Linked DNA regions of Mus musculus: regions 2, 3 and 4 are each linked to region 1. Evidence: chromatin contacts called from public HiChIP or PLAC-seq and promoter capture Hi-C data. All regions are on one chromosome and are shown on one strand. The core of a region is the stretch at or near the end of the contact, and the rest is flanking DNA. Distances in the headings are between cores, read along the strand shown. Region 1 holds the start of Trpa1 (transient receptor potential cation channel, subfamily A, member 1). Region 2 holds the start of D030040B21Rik (RIKEN cDNA D030040B21 gene). Region 3 overlaps Stau2 (staufen double-stranded RNA binding protein 2). Region 4 has its middle 27 kb from the start of Gm26273.

Region 1 (3,451 bases), core at 336-2,835:
AAATTGAGATTTGAAAAAAATTTTAAGAAATTTCTTTCTGTCCCACATTAATTATAACGATTTCATCCTAGTATTGAAATTCAGTCATCATGTGGTTCTTCCTACTACAGCAAACGCCATGGTTAATATGCTAAGCTGACGTGGGACAGACACCTGTGTTAAATCTGGTGGGGGGGGGGGTACAGGTTTGTGTGAGGTAGGATGCATTTGACTCACATTCGCAGTGGTATCTACATAGAAAGCAGTTGGATAATGTCTGCCAGACCTAAAGCTATGCTTACCTCTCACCTCTTGCTCTGGACCAAGCTACCAATAGACAGCCAAACTGAGAGCACATTTACAGTCATAGATTAAAAACATCGAAGCTAAATAAAATAGAGAACACAACCAACAAACAAAAATGACCTAAGTGTGTATCAGTACATAGGTAGTTAAATAAATCATGATGTAGTCCACATAATGAAATGCTGTGAAGCGGTTATTTTAAAAAAGAGGTAAATTCCAAGTACTGAATTGAAATGTATTCTAATAATTTACTTCATGTGTGAATCAAAGCAAGAGCTCTGTAAGCTCATATCTTTGCAAGTTAAAGAAAGCTCTATAAAAGTTTGTGCTTGTACAAGCATTTCGTTTTCCTCCCCCCCCCCCGCAAAAAAATAAGGTTAACATGGTTCCGTGGTGCAGAAGAATCGTCAGAGGGGATTGAGAAGCCATAGTTAATAGTACCTTGCCATTTCATAAAAGCCCTTCCTTTCTTACTATCTCAAGGCTAATGATTTTCTAGGCGTCCAATAGCCTGCCTCTACCCTTCAGAGTGGCCGCAGTATCAGCATCAAATAGTGAGTGCAACTTTCTAATAGGTCAGAACATCCAGAGAACTGAGAGCTAGAAGCCCCCATCACAGCGGGACCTCCCTTTCTCACTAGGTATCTCCTTGTGGAGTCCCCAATAGGACTCGCTGCAGGGCTTGCCTCCTTGTCTCCAATTTGAAGTGCTGAGTTCTCTTTTTCACTTTTAGATAAAAATGCTTCTCCATCCCAACACACTTGTTGGATCGCTGAGTACCAGATTCTCAGCTGCAGCAGTTCCACTTCAGCTCAAACGAAAAATCTACTTAAACGTTGAAAAGGGACTTCACGCACTCCAAATTTATCCTGGCTTTATGGATTTCAATTCTGTAAAACTTCAAAAGTACTTCAGGGGAACATCTTCTCTGGCACCAATCCATCCCCTGGCAAGATGGAGTTATGCAAACAAGAAAGCAAAATAGAGGACCACAGCTAGCAGTTACAGGTGCTGTGTACCCTGATACTGTCTCCTGCCATTTCCATGTTCCGTGCTTCATAAACTTGAGTGTGAAAGCAGCAGAATACTGAACGAAAGGAAATTTCCAGCCTCCCACCTTTCACAATGCCCCAGCATGCTCCAGACCACCGATTCCCCAGTACCTTAAAGGATTCCTTGGAGCAGTCCATGTCTTCCCCGACGCCGCGATAGACAACGCCCTGGACCTCCTTCCTTTCCTCCGGGAGCAGAATCCTCCTCAAGCCGCGCTTCATTGACTCCACCTGGACGCCGGCTGGCGCAGCAGCTCTCCACAAGGCGGCACCTAGGGACAGGGCACCGGAAGCTGCAGCCGGACTTGGGACCTACAACTAAGCTCTGCTGGAGAGATCCCTGCAGCTATAGCCCCATTCTGCCTGCAGGGTAGGAGGGAACTTTTGCAAAGAGTTTTCCGAGCCTGGGCTACTTGTAGAGGAAGTAGCAGGCGGGGCTCTGGAGACAAAAAAAAAAAAAAAAAAAAAAAAAAAAAAAAAAAAAAACGAACCTAGTGGGCATCTGCCCCAGACTCTCCCCTTTAGGGAAATCACAGAGCAATTGCAAATTGAGGCAGATTCAGCAAATTTATTAAAATAAAAACAACCCCTCATAGTGGCCAGGGAGGCAGGAGTGGACAAGAGAGAAAGGTCGGGGTAGGGCGAGAGAATATAATCTGCAATTTTTAGTAAAATCTTCCCCCATTTGGACGTCCAGAAGTTCGACTGGGAATATAGCTCAGTCTGTGAAGTGCTTACCCAACCTTCAGGAAGTCCTGCGCACCATCTCCATTACATAAAACCAGGCATAATAGTGTGATCCCGCGAGCAATCCAACAGGCTGTAAGCCTGTACTTGGGACGTGGGGCTAGGAAGATCTGAAATCCAAGGTCATCCTGGACTGCGTGGCAAGTTTGAGTTCAGCCTGGACTACATGAGATTGGCTCAATAAGACAAAATCCCTAGGGCTGTTCCGCCCCTGCCCACCTCCCGGGAGGTTAGGGTGAGGGTGCTCTTGAATTATCAGAAGTATGATTTTCAGCAAATTTTCTCTTCCCAGTTGTCAGGATGAAGTGAATACCTCTTAGAATTGAGACTAGCCTGAGTCGCTTTGTATCTCAGACCGCATTTCCTGTAGATAAAAGCATTCATCTGCCTTAAGCCTTGACGTTTAAGATAGTTAATAAAATGGTTGTTTTTTCATTATGGTTAATAAAATAGCAGGTTAAATAGAAGCTGCAGTTTATCTGCGGAGGGTTTGTTGGTAGCATTGTTTGAGGGCTTTATCTTTCTGAGTCTGCCCTGAATTCACATCTCCACAGCATAGGTGTATACCATGGACAAAGAAGGGTATTCTGCTCCATCCAATAGTCCTGCAGCTAGCCATGAGGCTAGACACAGCACAGGGAGTCTGTGCAACTGCGGCTGCTGTTTGTCCTTGGCGAGATCGCAAATGGGTTGAGTTTGCAAAGAACAGAATTTTGGTTTACCAAACTGAGCCATTTTAAGGTTCTAGAGTATTCGATTCACACGTAACACAGATCACCACCACCAAACCCTAAAACCCACAAAAAACAGGGACACAACACTGGGCTGCATCCAGGAAAGCGTGGAGAATTGAATTACATCGGGCTGAATTTAGGAATGAGTCTAATGTGCTGATTGACACCGAGGAATCATGAAAAGGCCTGCTGTACAAATCTTATTGATACAGTAAGCTGTGACCAATGGAAGCCCTGCAGTGGGGATGATGTTGAGTGTAACACCAGTACCTGAGAGGAGACAGCTGGAAAATTTGAGTGGAGAATGCAGATATTGAAGTTTACCACTCTCAACTTTCTTCACACTAACAGGTAGCATGAGAGAGATGGGCTCCCTGTAAAGGAGGTGTTTGGAGTAATTCCTATGAGAAATCTAACTGAAGAAAGGAAAGGTTATGTATAGCAATCGCACTCACTGGAAGACCGAGAATGTCTGGGCTGTGAAAGACTGTGATTAGTGGCTTTCTCCCAAAGAGAACAAAGGAATGCATCACAGTGGTTTCCTCTGTTTTTAAGTTAAGGGGAGCTGGGGCAATAGAGGGCTTTGAATTCAGAGAAGAATGTGGAGTCAGGGAACAGCAACCACAGAGTGGG
Region 2 (3,451 bases), core at 502-3,001, 1.7 Mb after region 1:
CAAGTTGAAAAGATAAGAGCCAGCATGGCGGCTACACCTTTAAAACTAACAACTGGGAGATAGGCCTGGTGGGCCACACATTTAGACCAGACGAGTTACTGAGTACAACTTCCATGTCATCCAAGAGTACTCAAAAAATTGATAAATAGAAATATAGAAACCCCAAATTACTATAAATTAACAAACATCCATGATATAAAACCACAACAGTTTACTCATCACTGAAGATTAAATCCACTTGTGAACTTCGACGGCTTAATAACACATAATATAAACGAGATCAAGTATTTACCATCTTAGACCACTTAACAGAAAATAAAATTCAATTTGGGACTAAGAAGCAGATCTGGTAGTATGGACCAAGTTGTAAAACTATTTCAATTGCTTTCTACACTAGAAAGTGCAGAGTAGGCATGCTTGCACTAAATGACAAAACTTTCATGCTCACAAAACTGAAGAGTTCCTTAAGGGAAACTAAATAAATGGGCACTGTACCTGGCACTAGATAACTCCTTTCAGGCAAAAATGAGAGGTAGATAGATGCACAAATGAGCCAATGTACCCAGCCAGGCAGAAATTACCCAAGTTGTCCAGAAGGTAAACTTTCTTTCAGGGTCCTATAGCTTAAAGCGGCGAGGGCTCTCTCCTGGGTCTAGCGACTGATTTTAACAGTAAAACAAATACAAGCGCACATGAGGTAGGCAAAACGGAAAAGCGATCCGGCTGCCATGCTCTTAACTCCACCCTCCCCGCGCTCAGCCTGGAGGAGGCCCAGCCAGCCCGCACCTCCTGTCCTCTCCCCTTTCCAGACCCACCGAGCTGAGCTAGTTAAGGTCCCGCCAAACTCCTCTCCCCTCCCCCAAGCCAGGAGCTGGGGAGGCCGGAGAGACTCAGAGCTTCCGTTCCTTCCCCGCCCAGACGGGAAGGGGTGAGCAGAGGGATAACTAAAGCATCCAGTCCCAGCCGCACTAACTCTCCTAGCGAAATCAGATCCCGATTCCCACCATAGCCCGACACTCACTAGCCAGTCCCGCAGCTACCGCAGCCGTAACCCCACGTACCGCCACAGCCCCTATTCAGGGCCGCCCCCCTCCCACCCCCAGCGGCCTACCCCTGTGGGTTCCGGGGCACAGAAAGGAATTACTTCCGTCGCGTCACAGCCGCTTTCTGTAACGCGCGGGAGACTGGTACCTGGCAAGGCCGAGACGCGATCTGCCGGTAACTTGCGTCTGGAGGAAGTGCGTTGTGGGCAGTAAAACAGGCCCATTTAAGAGACATCGCTACCAAATCCCAACCAATGAGATGCTAGGACTTCTTGGTTCCCAGAATGCAGCGCCATCCGGATCCAATTTCTGCCGAGAAAAGCTGAGCCGGCGAGGCAGCAGTGCATTCTGGGATATGTAGTTTCTTACAAGGTTTCGGCTAGTGTTTGGTCCGAAGTGACACTGCATCTTGGGACTTGTGGTTTTCTGTGTAGCGCTGAAATTTTTGATGTCTTTAAAGCTTGTCTCAACCTCTTTGTTTAAAGTAATACACATCAACGGGCATCTTAACAAGCTCCCAATGTGTTTGCCTCATTTCCTCTCTTCCCGATATAGGTCAGTGTTTACTGAAATATGCCACGCCCACCCGTCCAGTTCTCGCTGCCTATCACCATTACTTAAATCAGGGCCCATTATTTCTGCTCCTCACCTCCCCAGTTCCACGCCCCCCTCAACCAAACCTTTTCATTGGCTTTTCCGTGGTTACCTAGGCACCTTTCCTAGAAAGCTGAAAAGCAGCTCAGTTAAGTTTCCTCTCTGCTGTTTTCATGGAGTGGGCTTGAAAACCTAGATTCAAGATACTCAGTTAATCAGTCGCAGCTGTGTAATAGTATCCCACAAAAGGAAGTATAGTATGTATGTGCTATTTGGAATTTCTGAAACTTCTCAAAGGGTTTTGTTTTTGAATTTTTGAGACAGGGTATTTCAGTGTTACCCTGGAACTACGAGTCCCAGACTAGCTATGTATTTGGGGACAATTCTATCTCCTTCCTTAGCCATCAGGCACAGTAATTTCCCTATGTAATCCTTGGCTGCCCTCCAACTCCAATTTATAATTCTGTTTCAGCCTCAAAGTGTTGAAACGACAGGTGTTGCCTACCATGGGTTGCTCTGAAAGTGTTTGTCTGTTTGTTTGTGTTTGTGTTTTTGCTTTATTTGATTTGGCAGCTATGTATGCTTTTATGGAATTGAAAGCAAAAATATAGCTGCGGCCTTGAATTAATTTTCAAAGGCTTTGGAGAAATAATGAAAGTGTTTTGGTTGTATCCATAATTCAAAGTAGTTTCATAGTAAAAGAGGCATTTGGTAGCAGAAGATAAAACTAAAGAAAAAAATATGAAAAAACTAAGTGAGACCTGAGTCTCCCTTTAGGCAGTAAGGGTGGGCCCGACTTCCATCGTATATCTTGACTAAAGAACCAAGGATAGGTTCATGCGGCTGGCTCAGGATTCCGTTGGTTTGTTTTAAGATTTATTTGTTTGCTTTTTAAATTTTATTTGTTTTTTTTTCTTTTTCTTTTCTTTTTTTTTTGTTTCTGTTTTTTGTTTTGTTTTGTTTTTGTTTTTGTTTTTTTGAGGCAGGGTTTCTCTGTATAGCCCTGGCTATCCTGGAACTCACTCTGTAGACCAGGCTGGCCTTGAACTCAGAAATCCTTCTGCCTCTGCCTCCCAAGTGCTGGGATTAAAGGCGTGCGCCACCACGCCCGGCATAATTTTATTTGTTTTTAAGATTTATGTATTTATTTATTATTTGTGTTTTTATGTATGAGTGCTCTATCTGCATGCCAGAAGAGAGCACCAGATCCCATTATAGATGGTTGTGAGCCACCATGTGGTTGCTAGGAGTTGAACTCAGTACCTATGGAAGAAAAGCCAGTGAGCATTTAACTGCCGAGACATCTCCCCAGTCCCATGGATTCCTTCTAAAAGGACACAGAAAAGGGAACTAGGTCAGACAACTGCGATAGGTTTTTGGTTGGGTCTTTTTTGTTTGTTTGTTTCTCTGCTACTGGTGAAATGAATCAATTCAAGCCAGAGTGAGATGATATTAAGTGCAGGATTATTGGAAGTTGCTCTCTGGCCCCAAGGACAGAAGCCAGAGAGGAAGGAAGAGAATTGTACATATTCTCTGCTCACTCCTTTTCCAGTTTCCTTCCCGTTTGAGGGTATGAGAAATGGCTTGAGATGACTTTGGCAAGCTTTGATCTTCAGGTACTCTTGCTCCGTTAAGCTCACCAAGAGCTAAGAAAGGCTCTGTAACTCTCAAAGCAATCAGTACCACTAACCTAACCTGTTTTGTATCACTAATTTTAAGTGTCTTTCTGCTAAAGCTCAATGTTACTAGTAGATTTCCTATAGATACACATATGCCAACCCTAGCCATGATGCTGATGTTGTTTTCCATATTTT
Region 3 (3,451 bases), core at 415-2,914, 1.4 Mb after region 1:
CTCTCTCCTCATTTGTTTTGTTCTTTTCTTTCTCTATCTTTAAACAGGCCACAGAGAAATAGAATTAATGGAAAATTCCTTCCATCTACCACCAAAAAATTACGGTGTGTGGGGAGGTCCAGTATCAAGCTTTGTTTTTAGCTTTAGCATTTAAGAGTTTAGTACAAATACAGACTACAAAAAGAATGAAGTGTCTCATTGTGACTGGCTCAGTTGGCGTTGTGAACCAGGCCACACAGGCTACTATTATGTCAGAAAATTACCAGGTAGCCATCAGATTAGCCTGGTCTGCTCTCTCTGTTGAAGGACTTTTCACTTGTTTTGGACCGCCTAAGCAGAGTTCAGAGAGAGTTCTCAGAGGCCAGTGCAGTCTCAGCAGCGCTCACCCTAGCAGCCATTCACTTACTGCTCTAGCAAGGCAAGCTTTGCAAGTTATCTAGGGGCTGGAAGCTGAGGATGGACAAGTCACCTTCTACTGGCAAGACGCTGCCTATGTAAGTACCTTGTTGAAAATGCTTTCTTCGTGATTCAGACGTAAAAACCAGAACAAAAAGTAAATTCCAGCCCCACAAGCACACACAACCCCCTGGAGGCCCAAGGTCATCTCTCCTTCTATTCTTCCACTAATCCCCGTTTACTAAAATTTACTTTTTAGAGACTTAGGTTTTCTTGTGGGACAAGGAGACAGGCACTGGAAAGGTTGACAGGACAGACTGGACTTCCATATATCAAAATTAAAAATGTGTTTATCCTTTGACCTGGCATTCCTACTTAGAGAAATTAGCCCTGGGGAGATAATTCAACAAGTAGGGAGTGATCTACATGCCACAGATGCTCCTGGAAGCTTTAGCTATAGTACTAAAAAGCCAGAAATCAAAGTAATAGGAAAATAAAGGTATACAGATATAGTGGTATGCATGCAGCTGCCCAAATCCGCAAAGCTTTATTTTCTATAAAGCCACAGTGATACCAGCATAGGAACCAAGCAAGCAACAGAGAGGCTGTGAACAGACTCATGCTTATTTACTCACTTGACTTTTTTTTAACAAAATGCAAGGAAATCCTTGCTTGAATAACTGAATACCTGTAGGGGGTACAAATCTCAGTCTTTTCGTCAGCTTCACATAAATTGAAGGCTATGGTAGACAGAGATGCACAAGCTAAAAATCCTCACAACATGGGATGAACAAAGATTTTCAAGAGAGATAAGTAATCATCATCAATAAAAGGATAACATAGATTACATTAAAATTAAAAACATCTGCTTATGAAAATATACCAGCAAGGAAAAGAATAAGGAAGCCACAAGTTATAACTGCCATTTAAAACACATACCCAAGACTATTCTCTAGGCACAACTTTATAAAAAGACAAGGAGTGTCACTTAAACAAAAACTGGAGTAGACTTTATAAAAAATAGATATAGATATAGATGATCAATAAACCCACATGAAATTTCATATGCAACAACAAATTTCATATGTAGCATGTATGGTTACTTAGAAACAACAAATTAAACCCCCACAATATAGCACTTTTAGGTATTCACCAGAGTTCCAAACTAAAAGATTGCTACCAAATGTTGCAAAGGATGTGTAGGTACGAAAACCTGCCTTCCTCCCTTGTGGGTTTGTCAAACAGTGTCATATGTAAATATATGTGTGTTCAGCCGTTTCACTCCTAGAGACTGATCCAAGGGAAATAAGACCATCTTGGAGCAGGGCTTGTGTAAGAATGTTTACAGCATTTGTATTCACAATAGTTGGAAACGAGAAATAGCTCATAGGAAAAGAGATGGGCAAGCAAGTGGAGTTTATAAAGCACAATACTCTTCCATAGCAGAGATAGACAAATGATGCTACACTCACTAGGGATGAACCCCCAAACACTCTGGCAAGTAATCACCTATACAGCACACATCCCATACAAGCTCATATATGTGAGTTTCTGTTACTGCCAAAAACCATACTGGGTGGGAGATGGCACCCCAGTGGCTGCCTTTGAAGGTGGTGCCCGAGGGAGCTGAGGGGCTGCCTAGTGCCGTGCTAGTGCTTTTCATCCTTTACACCCTCACAGCAGGTGCGCAGACCTCTGTCAACTGGCACATCTCATGGGAACCATAAGCAAATATTGAACTGAAGTTAAGGACCCATGTGCTGAATTCCTGTGGTTGGCATAGAGCACACAGATGTCTGCCTGCCAGGCATCAGGGTCAGTTGGAGATTAGTGGAGAATAGCTTAGACAGGGACATGTAATGAGCACATATAACCAAGTCCTGTCTGTGGGCAGGTGTGACATTATCAGAGAAAACCCTTTCCATTTCTCTGTAAATGGTTATTGACATCTGTATGTACTGGAATTTAATATCTGTACCACACATTTTGGGACACAACTAAATAGCATTGAATAAAACTGAGTATTAAGGTGGTGGTGGTGGGGCAGATGTGTCTCTGGGATGGAATAGACATTTCCCAGTCAACAGCATCTCCCTCCTCACTCCCTGTCCTGCCCTAGTCCACATTTGTGATTGTAGACTGTAAGCACGGATAATGTTTTCCCAAACTGATATTTTCACTTCTGTCACTGGTAATTCCGTATAAAACACAGAACATTAGAATTTATTCATCTGCCCTTGGCAAATGTCAAAGGCTATCATAAAATTAGTTAAATCTTGCTAGTTGATTGAGTGCCAAAGTTTTCCATATTTGTCAATCAAAATAAAAGTGCAACAGTTCTATACTCTATCAAAAACAAAAACAAAAACAAAAAACAAAAACCCTAAGACATAGCTCATAGTGAGGTTTTAAGAATTAGCTAGAATAATAATAAAATCTAAGGCATGTGAACTGTAACTAGATACATTAAAATTACTACAGTGTGACACAAGTCTGGTTAACAAACAGCATTAACAGTTTCACTGATAACTAACTTACACACCTGCAGAGGAATGTGACAGTCTATGATGTTGAGCTGAGGTAGAGAAGCAGGGATCACAGATATTTCAAAGCTTTCAGGCCATGTGCAACCAGAACACAGACTCAGAGTTCATCGGAGGTTCAGATTTAAAACCTACCCCATGGGTCTAAGAGCTGGCTCAATGTTGCTCTTGCAAAAGACCCAGGTTTGAGTTCGAGTACGCACATGGCAGTTCACAACCATCTGTAATTTCAGTCCCAGGGTACCCAATGAACTGCTCTGCTCTCCATGGGCATTAGGCATACATGTGGCTATGCAGGCAAAATACCCATATACAAAAAAAATCATAAAATAAATGTAAAAAGATTAATTATACCTTGATACATTTTGTCTAAGTTAAGTCTAAGTAATTAAAGGATTTCATATTGATGAATTATAACAAATATAGATTAATATTCAATTGTTGGCAACTTATGATTGGGAAAGGCCATCTTCATTAAGAAAGATGATGCAAAGGTGGTAATTACAGTTGAG
Region 4 (3,451 bases), core at 279-2,778, 1.2 Mb before region 1:
CTTTTATTATGTTTAGGTATAGTCCTTGAATTCCTGATCTCTTCAAAGTTTTTAACATGAAGAGATGTTGTATTTTTGTCAAAGGCTTTTTCTGCATCTAAGGAGATGATCATGTGATTATTTTCTTTGTGTTTGTTTATATAATAGATTATGTTAATGGAGTTTTGAATATTGAACAAATCTTGCATCCCTGGGATGAAGCCTACTTGATCATGGTAAGTGATGGTTTTGATGTGTTTTTGAATTTGGATTGCAAGAATTTTATTATTTTTGAATCGGTATTCATAAGTGAAATTGGTCTGACATTCTCTTTTTTTGTTGCATCCTTGTGTGGTTTAGGTAACAGAGTAATTGGGGCTTCATAGAATGAATTAGGTAACGTTCCTTCTGTTTCTGTTTTATGGAATAGTTTGAGGAATCTTGGTATTAGGTCTTCTTTGAAGGTCTGGTAGAATTCTGCACTAAAGACATCTGGCCCTGGACTTCTTTTGTTGGGAGGTTTTTAATAACTTCTTCTTTTTTAGTCCCATTTATTTGGTGTTTTATAGGCTTCTTGTACCTTCATGGCCATCTCTTTCTTTAGGTTGGGGAAGTTTTCTTCTATGAATTTGTTGAAGACATTTTCAGGACCTTTGAGCTGAGAGTCTTAGTTCTCTATTCCAATTATTCTTAGGTTTGGTCTTTTCATTGTGTCCTGGATTTCCTGGATGTTTTGAGTTAGGAGTTTTTTATGTTTTGAATTTTGTTTGACTGTTGTGTCAATCTCTTGTACAATATTTTCTACATCTGAGATTCTCTCTTCTATCTCTTATATTCTGCTGGTGATACTTACATCTGTAATTCCTGACCTCTTTCCTAGGTTTTCCATTTGTGGAACCATTTTCAGGTTTGCCTCCATTTGTGTTTTCTTTATTGTTTCTACTTCCACTTTTATGCCTTGGACCACTTTATTCAATTCCTTCACCTGTTTGATTGTGTTTTCCTGTATTTCCTTAAGGGACTTATTTGTTTCCTCTTTAAGGGCATCTACTTGTTTACTTGTGTTTTCTTGTATTTCTTTCAGTGAGTTATTTAATCCTTCTTAAAGGATTCTATTATCTTCATGAGATAGGATTTTAGGTCAGCTTCCTGGTTTTTAGGTGTGTTAGTATTCAGGACTTGATATGGTGGGAGAACTGGATTCTGATAATGCCCACGTATATTGGCTTCTGATGCTTATGGTCTTACACTTTCCGCTCACCATTTGGTCATCCCTGGTATTTGCTGGTCTGGGTGTCTCTGTCTGGAGCCTGCTTCTTTTGTCCCTGAGTTGCTTCAGGTCTCCTGGTAGGCCTGTAGCCCTGGCCATAGCAGACCTTCTGTTCCGCCTTCTGACTGTGGGGTCTTCAGAGGAGCCGTCAAGCTGTTGTCCTGTGCGAAGCTGTTCTCTAGGGGTGGGGCACAGACTGTGGTTTCTGTTTCTCTGTGTGCAGTTGAACTTCAGGGAGGTTTTCAGTCTGTTGTGTCAGTTGCTTTGCATGCTGTGGATCCCCTGGGAAATCTTCAGTCTGTGGGGTTGGTTGCTCAGTTGCCTTGTGTGCAGAGGAACTACTGTGATGCCTTCTAGCTGTAGTGTTTTCTGGGGAGTAGAGTAGCTGGCAGTCTGGAAGTGGAATTCAGGGGGTAGGGTGGGGGTTTGGGGGAGTGATGGGATCCTGAGCCCACTGGGCTCCCAGCCACATGTGTGGCACTTTGGGAGGGTCCTTACTAGTTACTCTGTATGCAGCAGATCTCCTGGGATGCCTCAGGCTGTAGTGTCTTCTGGGGAGCAGACTAGCTGGCAGTCTGCCCTAGCAGAAGATGCAGGCAGGAATAGGAGTGGAATGGGGGGGGGGGTTGGGGGTGATAGAACCTGAGTCCACTGGGCTCCAAGCATTAGCTGTGAGACTTCATGAGGGTCCTTACCCTATGTGCAGCAGATCTCCCGGGATGCCTGTAGGCTGTGGTGTCTTCAGGGGAGCAGCAGGGCCTACTTTTAAGAGTGGATTATTTTCCCCATTGGGACTCCCTTGGAGGAAACTAAATTTTCATTTGCAAGTGGTTATCAATTGGAGCTAGCTTTTGGCTTAGGAATGGGTGTGTGTGTGTGTGTGTGTGTGTGTGTCCCCACCTCTCCTCTCAGCCCTGATGCAGTCTTGTGCAGGCCCTGTGCATGCTGTTTTGTCCATATGTAACTATGTATTCTATTTCCCCTTTCTAGGAGATCCCTCCCTCCCCCATAATCCCTTACTATATACCTAACCTTTGTGGGTCTATGGATTATAACTTGCTTATCAGTGACTTAACAGCTAATATTCAAATATAAGTGAATAATACTGTATTTGTCTGTCTGGATCCAGGTTATGTCATTTGGGGTGATTATATATAGTTCCATTTATTTACCTGCAAATTTCATGATTTCATTTATTTAGTGGCTCAGTGATATCCCATCGTGTGTGTGTGTGTGTGTGTATCATATTTCCTTTATCCATTCATCTACTGATGGACTTCTAGGTTGTTTCCAGTATCTGTCTGTAATGAATAGAAAACCATTAAGCATGGTCGAACAAGTGTCTTTGTAATAGGATTGAGAATCCATTGGGTATATGCCCAAGAGTGGTATAACTGGATATTGGGGTAGATATAGTCCCACCTTTCTGAGGAACGACCACACTGATTTTCACCTTGCCTGTATTTGCAGGAAATATTAAAAAGAACAAGCACATTCCCTCCCGGCCATGCAGTGGCCGGCAATGGCTGACCTGTTTTTATCTGATGGAGACTCTGACTCAGAAATCCAGAATTTCCCCACCCAGCTTGCTAGGTTCCCACTGGTGGGTTATTACCAAACCCATGCTTAAAATCCCCCATAGTCTTTGTAGTGCACCTCAGGCAAACCCATGCTTTCGGCCAGACACTAGTAGCTGCATCTTGTCCTCACACTATCCCTGTCCAAAAGGACCTGACTCTCTCCTGCTTCTTCTCTTCCTCCATCCAACCTGGAAGTCCCACCAACTCACCCAGTGATTGGCTCCTTTACTCATTAGGGTATTGGTTCATAAGAAGTCTCCTAAGTACCTGACTCACTCCTTGTCTGCAACCCCTCCCAGGAGAGTGGAATTAGCATCAAAATACAATCAGCACCAGGCCCATCCACACAGCTGTAAAAGTTTGTACTCCCACCAGTCACAGATGAGTGCCCCCCTTATTCCACACCCTCTGTAGGATGAGCTGTCACTTGTGTTATTGATATTGATCATTTTTGACTTGTTTAAAATGAAATATCAAAGTAGTTTTGATTTGCATTTTCCCAATGGCTAAGGTTGTTGAACATTTCTTTGTTTCTCAGACATTTGAGTTTACTCAATTGAGAATTCTTTGTATATGTACTCCACTTTTAATTGTTTTTTTTCTTGATATCTAATTTTGTTTT

The links. Promoter capture Hi-C pulls out the DNA fragments that hold promoters and counts their contacts. HiChIP or PLAC-seq counts read pairs in DNA pulled down with a chosen protein or histone mark.
Region 2: a contact with region 1 is called in an H3K4me3 HiChIP or PLAC-seq map of pro-B cells, with 5 times the contacts expected there. The contact joins the promoter of D030040B21Rik here to the promoter of Trpa1 in region 1. A contact is called at or near these places in 2 of 39 promoter capture datasets (both in the C10 cell line) and 2 of 115 datasets of contacts at active chromatin or transcription factors (large pre-B cells and pro-B cells).
Region 3: a contact with region 1 is called in a promoter capture Hi-C map of hippocampal neurons, with 2.1 times the contacts expected there. The contact joins the enhancer-like site here to the promoter of Trpa1 in region 1. A contact is called at or near these places in 3 of 39 promoter capture datasets (hippocampal neurons, liver and pre-B cells) and 1 of 115 datasets of contacts at active chromatin or transcription factors (large pre-B cells).
Region 4: a contact with region 1 is called in an H3K27ac HiChIP or PLAC-seq map of large pre-B cells, with 5 times the contacts expected there. The contact joins the enhancer-like site here to the promoter of Trpa1 in region 1. A contact is called at or near these places in 5 of 39 promoter capture datasets (the 3T3-L1 cell line, the C10 cell line, embryonic stem cells and 1 more), 1 of 115 datasets of contacts at active chromatin or transcription factors (large pre-B cells) and 1 of 9 other capture datasets (embryonic stem cells).

The regions. Positions count from the first base shown.
Region 1 is chr1:14,917,277-14,920,727 of GRCm38.p6, forward strand. It overlaps Trpa1 (transient receptor potential cation channel, subfamily A, member 1), which reads right to left and starts at 1,586. Exons shown (of 26, transcript NM_001348288.1): 1 at 1,449-1,586. The coding sequence starts at 1,559.
Region 2 is chr1:16,655,801-16,659,251 of GRCm38.p6, forward strand. It overlaps D030040B21Rik (RIKEN cDNA D030040B21 gene), which reads left to right and starts at 1,752. Exons shown (of 4, transcript NR_037998.1): 1 at 1,752-3,451. It overlaps Eloc (elongin C), which reads right to left and starts at 1,065. Exons shown (of 4, transcript NM_026456.4): 1 at 1,022-1,065.
Region 3 is chr1:16,295,752-16,299,202 of GRCm38.p6, forward strand. All of the region lies in intron 12 of Stau2 (staufen double-stranded RNA binding protein 2), which reads right to left. C130013N14Rik (a long non-coding RNA gene) reads right to left here. Exons shown (of 2, transcript XR_003947751.1): 2 at 1,007-3,451. Among named protein-coding and RNA genes, the nearest start is that of C130013N14Rik, 17 kb to the right of the region's middle. Within about 2 kb of position 1,665, at least 12 of the 459 cell types and tissues checked have an H3K27ac peak or open chromatin away from gene starts, as enhancers often do. A contact at or near this core is called in pre-B cells, where this site is marked.
Region 4 is chr1:13,745,978-13,749,428 of GRCm38.p6, forward strand. No RefSeq gene overlaps it. Among named protein-coding and RNA genes, the nearest start is that of Gm26273, 27 kb to the right of the region's middle. Within about 2 kb of position 1,529, at least 17 of the 459 cell types and tissues checked have an H3K27ac peak or open chromatin away from gene starts, as enhancers often do.